Regions from separate parts of the Mus musculus genome. Here region 2 is linked to region 1. A link is a contact called in public promoter capture Hi-C data. All regions are on one chromosome and are shown on one strand. Each heading gives the region's core, a stretch centred on a gene start, on an enhancer-like site or on the middle of the called end of the contact. The rest is flanking DNA. Distances are from core to core; before and after follow the strand shown.

The links. Capture Hi-C pulls out chosen DNA fragments and counts their contacts.
Region 2: a contact with region 1 is called in a promoter capture Hi-C map of liver. The contact joins two enhancer-like sites. A contact is called at or near these places in 2 of 39 promoter capture datasets (the HPC-7 cell line and cranial neural crest), 1 of 15 datasets of contacts at CTCF or cohesin (the NIH/3T3 cell line), 1 of 115 datasets of contacts at active chromatin or transcription factors (embryonic stem cells) and 4 of 9 other capture datasets (adipose tissue, embryonic stem cells, liver and 1 more).

The regions. Positions count from the first base shown.
Region 1 is chr17:28,705,979-28,708,678 of GRCm38.p6, reverse strand. All of the region lies in intron 1 of Mapk14 (mitogen-activated protein kinase 14), which reads right to left. Among named protein-coding and RNA genes, the nearest start is that of Mapk14, 16 kb to the right of the region's middle. Within about 2 kb of position 1,333, at least 44 of the 459 cell types and tissues checked have an H3K27ac peak or open chromatin away from gene starts, as enhancers often do. A contact at or near this core is called in liver, where this site is marked.
Region 2 is chr17:28,977,840-28,980,539 of GRCm38.p6, reverse strand. It overlaps Stk38 (serine/threonine kinase 38), which reads left to right. Exons shown (of 14, transcript NM_134115.3): 8 at 1,235-1,337. Among named protein-coding and RNA genes, the nearest start is that of Kctd20, 27 kb to the right of the region's middle. Within about 2 kb of position 1,254, at least 4 of the 459 cell types and tissues checked have an H3K27ac peak or open chromatin away from gene starts, as enhancers often do. A contact at or near this core is called in liver, where this site is marked.

The sequences.
Region 1 (2,700 bases), core at 84-2,583:
GACAGTTAAACATTTCTCCAAATCCTGGATTAAAAAACCATATATACCGAGGCCTGTGAAATGGTTCAGCAGGTAAAGAAAAGATGAGAGGGTAAAGGCACTTACTGCCAGGCCTGAGAATACAGCCCCGGAAACCTACACAGTGGAAGGAGAGAGAACTGACTCCTGCAAGTTGTCCTCCGACATCCACAAGTCTAAGTCTGTAATGATGCATACTCATTCATTTATTCATTCTCATTCTCTCATTCTTTTCCTGACTTCTTGTTCTTCCAGAGGTCCTGAGTTCAATTCCCAGCAACTGCATGGCTCACAACCATCTCTAATGGGATCTGATGCTCTCTTCTGGTGTGTCTGAAGATAGTGACAGTGTACTCATATAAATAAATCTTTAAAAAAGGATCTCCTTCCTCTCTCTCTCTCTCTCTCTCTCTCTCTCTCTCTCTCACACACACACACACACACACACTGAAGCTGGGAGTAGTAGTGAGTGGTTCATGCCTATAATCCTTCTGCTTGGAAGACAGAGGCAGATGGGACATGGTAGAAGCCAGTCTACTACAGAGTAAAATCATATCTCAAAACATCGGCACAGATACAAACAAAATAGGGTTCAAAGTACATATCTGTTGCAGCCTGGTCACAGGAAAACTAGAAACTACTTGAAATTCCAACAACAGGACTTTAAAATTCTAGTACATTCTCCGTTCACACACATGGAGCAAAGAGCAAGACTCTTTCATGTACTGAGGGCAAAAGAACAAGTTTCAGAAGCAGAAAATGATTCTATCATAGGGAAATACTGTATTCATACAGCATAAATATCTAATATATCCTAAACTTGTTACACTCTTTTGAACAGTGTATGTTTCCATTTTCTCTCTCTCTTTTTTTCTTAAAACAAGCTTTCATTTCTCATGGAGGCCATTAGTAGAGTGAGATACGTGACTCACACTGCTGCTCTGTCACTTAGTGGTGTTTTCAACTTAGTGCAAACTACTAGTTAGTAGCAATTACATTTCCTTCTAATGATACTTACACGGACATAATCACCATATGTAAATCTGAAACCTACATTCCTAAATCACAATCATTTTTCATTTTACCAAGTAATTTTCAAATCTGCCTTTTGTGATATTCTCACTGATGCAGTCACACCAGATGTCCGCACATATAACGCAGCACCAGCTCAGTGACCGTCTAATGCTTCCTCCCTAATCACATGCTCTCATTACAACATACTAATTCTTACCATAGAGGACACACACTCCCATGAAAATACACCTTACATGTACAAGACAGGCAGGAGTTACTCAGACATAGTTCTTGTGGGTTGGAAACCCTCCAGCAAAGGCTGCTAATGCCCTAGAGCTCTATGCACTAACATGCTGCTTCCTCTCCCTATCAGAGCAGTATTTGGAAAGAACAGAAATCATGCATTCTGCTCTAAATTATAAATTTCCAAAAGCAGACACTCCTAGAAAAGCCTTAAACCATCTAAAAAACAAACTGAAAGCCCAGAGGAAAGGAATCTACAATCCACTCAACAAGTGACTATGCCACATACTACTATTCTGGCACTGTCTAGTTCATTTAAATTGAAAAGGTACCTTGAGAAAGGGTCTCTTCTCTCACTGGCCTAGAACTTACCAAGTAGGCTGGACTGGGCAAGCCCAAGATCTGCCCTTCTGTGCTGCCCCAGTGCTCAGATTACAAGTGCATGCCATGACACCCAGATTCCCCCTCCCTTTCAAAATGTGGTTTCCAAGGGAACAAAATGTCCCCTCTGTTGAAAACCACTGATCTAGAGAAGACTGTAGCAGCCCTGTGCAGAGATCTAGATAGTAACCAGGCCTTCTGTCAATAGCCACACGGGTAAGGTGCCTTTAGAGGATCCTCTAGCCTCAGACAAATGTAAAGGCCCTTATTTTACCACTCCAGCACAATCAGGGGTTTTATAAGGTCATTTCCACACAGGTATAAACCGCATTTTTGAGTGTTATGTCCCTCCCACTGTGCCTTCTTTTATAAAAGGGGCTATTTTCCAAAGCCTCATTACAGTGTACCACTAGAAACATTTCTCCATTTTGCTGTTTCAAAATCTCAATAGCAAATATTTCTTTAAGTAATCATAATTAACTCACTTCAAATAAATCTAAAATATCAGACTAACCATATTACACTCAAGTTACTATGGTCTAGCTACCAGCATGGAAAAAGCTTTCATAGCAATAGTTCCTAGGCTCCATCTCTGTATAAATCTGAGCTACAAACCTAACTATGGGTAAACACAAGGACTGATGTCTCCACAAGCTAACTTCCCGAAGTACAGAACTTTCTACCTTATACAATATCTGGACATTTTATGATAGCACTTAGGGTATTATCTAGTGCTGGGTAACAAATATTCCCAAAATGTGGAGCTTTAAACCTGATTTATTATCTCCTATTGTTGTGGATCAAGAACTAGGAAGCTATTTAGCAAGGTGGCTCTGGCTATTTCCCCGAAAGCTGCAGTGAAGAGATGGACCATAGCAAGTCTCTTCTAATTGTTTTTACATTTTCATCATGGGAAGGCGTGTTTTACCTACATGTATATCTGTGTACCATGTTCATGCAGTAGTCAAAAGAGGAAGTCACATGCCTTGGAATTGGAGTTACAAATGGGTGTGAGCTACCATGTGGGCCCGGAGAACCAAACTT
Region 2 (2,700 bases), core at 5-2,504, 270 kb before region 1:
TTTTGGTAATCTTCTAGGTGTCTTTGGAAGGCCCAGGATTCTTGTCTTTCTGTGGAAACTTTACTTGCTGTGCCATGAGGGCAGGAGGCTGGTCAGATAATATTTTGTGTCAGCAGTTCTGTTCTGTAAGGATGCATATAAAGAGCCAGGCATGAAGGAAGGCGCACAGAGGTGATGTCAGCACTGAGGAGGGGGGCGGGGGGACCATGGGGCTAGTGCCCAGCCTGCCTAGCCTAAACAGGCAAGTTCCAGGCCACTGAACGAAGAGAAAAACGAAGAGGGAGACAAGCCAAAGAATTGGCTACATATGGTTCCCTTTTGTACAGATATGAAAATGTCAATCTGAAGCCCATCGTTTTGCATAAGTAATATATGCTAATAAAAAAGAATAGTCTCGGGCTGGCCAGATGGCGCAGTGGTTAAGAGCGCCGACTACTCTTCTGAAGGTCCCGAGTTCAAATCCCAGCAACCACATGGTGGCTCACAAACATCCGTAACAAAAAAATCTGATGCCCTCTTCTGGAGTGTCTGAAGACAGCTACAGTGTACTTACATATAATAAATAAATAAATCTTGAAAGGAAAAAAAAAAGAATAGTCTCATATAGTAAAAAATTAGAACAAGACACAGTTATAAGGAAGAAATGTTTGTTTGGTTTTTTTTTGTTTGTTTGTTTGTTTGTTTGGCTTGGGTGTTTTGTTTTTTTTTTCTTGTTTTTTTTGTTTTGTTTTGTTTTGAGACAGGGTTTCAAGACGTGGGCCACCACTGTCTGACACAAAGAAGAAATGTAATGTGCGGTCTCATAACTGAAACATGACCAGTGAGTGATTTCTGGTTGGGATTTTTTTGTTTTTGAGATAGGTCTCACTATGTAGACCAGGCTGGCCTAAATCAACCTACTTCTGTCTCCAGTGCTAGAATTAAAGGTATGGGCTACCATGTCTGGCTTCAATATTTAATTGGTTTCTCTAGGTAGCCCTGGCTGAAATGGAACTCTCTGTAGACCAGGCTGGCCTCAAACTCAGATCTCCTTGCTTCTGCCTCCCAAGTGCTGGGATTAAAGACATGGGCCACACACTTCGCTGGAAATCTGTTTAAATTTGTTGCTGTGTGTTTTTCCTTGTAGTAAGCTGGGTAGGAGAAGTCTGTTGGCGGAGGTGTAATGGGTGCTGGAAGGTAACAATGTCTGCCTGTCCAGGAGTCCACACATCCCTTGTTTCCCCTTCCCCCACAGGGCCATGTGAAACTTTCCGACTTTGGCCTTTGCACAGGCCTGAAAAAAGCACACAGGACAGAATTTTATAGGAACCTGAACCACAGCCTGCCCAGTGATTTCAGTAAGTTTGAACAGTGATGTTAGCTGCCCCAGTCCTTAACCTGGTGGGTGAGTGAGTTCCCTGGTGACCAAACTATTTAGGAAACCTGAGAGCGTCTCCCAGCAGTGTACAGAAGAGATCCAGCACTTTTCTGTATTGCCCATGCTGTCTGACTAGGCGAGATGAGCGCTTCCAACTGTGCTAATGCAGAAGTTGAGGACAGAACTCTGCTAGGAAGATGCTGGAGTGACCATGGCATAAGCAGCAAGGATGACAGGATGAAAGCGCTCAGAACAGCTCCAGAATAGTTTGGTTGCAAGCATTGTCTTTCTACTTGAGCAGTATCAGAACACAGGAAAGCATACTAAGTCACAGTTGAGGCTTGAGGAGATGGCTCAGTGGGTAAAGCTCTTGCCCTGCAAGCATGAAGACCCGGGCTTGATTCCTAGGATGCATATAAAGAGCCAGGCGTGAAGGAAGGCCCATGGCAATGATCTCAGGACTGAGGAGGGGGACGGGGAACCCTGGGGCTAGTGCCCAGCCCGCCTAGCCTAAATCCTCAAGATCCAGGCCACTGAAGGAAGAGAAAAACGAAGAAAGGTGGCTGGCGCCTGAGAAATGCTACGTGAGCTCTTGCCCCACACATGGTTATGCACCTGTGTGCACACACCTGCGTGTGCACCTGCACAGACATGAACACAGGAACCTCACTTCATCCTAGAAAACCCACAGTGCACCTAAGTCTGGAGTCCACTTCTGCTCTTAGATCTTTGAGCAACTTTAGGAACTGTGAGTGTCATCATCTCTATGCTGGATCAGGCCCATCCACACAGATTCAGGTGTGGATTTTCTGGAGTGCCACAAACTAGGTTTGGATAAGTGTGAAAAGGGAACATAGAGACGGGGTGAGGGAGAATAGAAAGGATGTGGTTGTAGCTCGGTAGCAGGCTGCTTGCCTTGCATGCAGAAGGCCCTGCTGCCTTCACCAGTACCATTACCAAAACCCAAAACCAAACAAGGCCCATAAATCAATGTCCAGTTGAGAAACATTTGCGATACCTTCTCTACAGTTTTTTTTTTTTAGACTTATTTATTTATTATATGCAAGTACACTGTAGCTGTCTTCAGACACTCCAGAAGAGGGAGTCAGATCTTGTTACAGATGGTTGTGAGCCACCATGTGGTTGCTGGGATTTGAACTCCGGACCTTTGGAAGAGCAGTCGGGTGCTCTTACCCACTGAGCCATCTCACCAGCCCCTTCTCTACAGTTTTGATAAGGCCTGTCTGTCCTTTCTAGCTGTATGAGCCACATAAAACTATTCACAATTCCACTGTGATTCTCTCGGAGCTGCTGGGTTTAGAACTTATATTTGGGCCAATAGA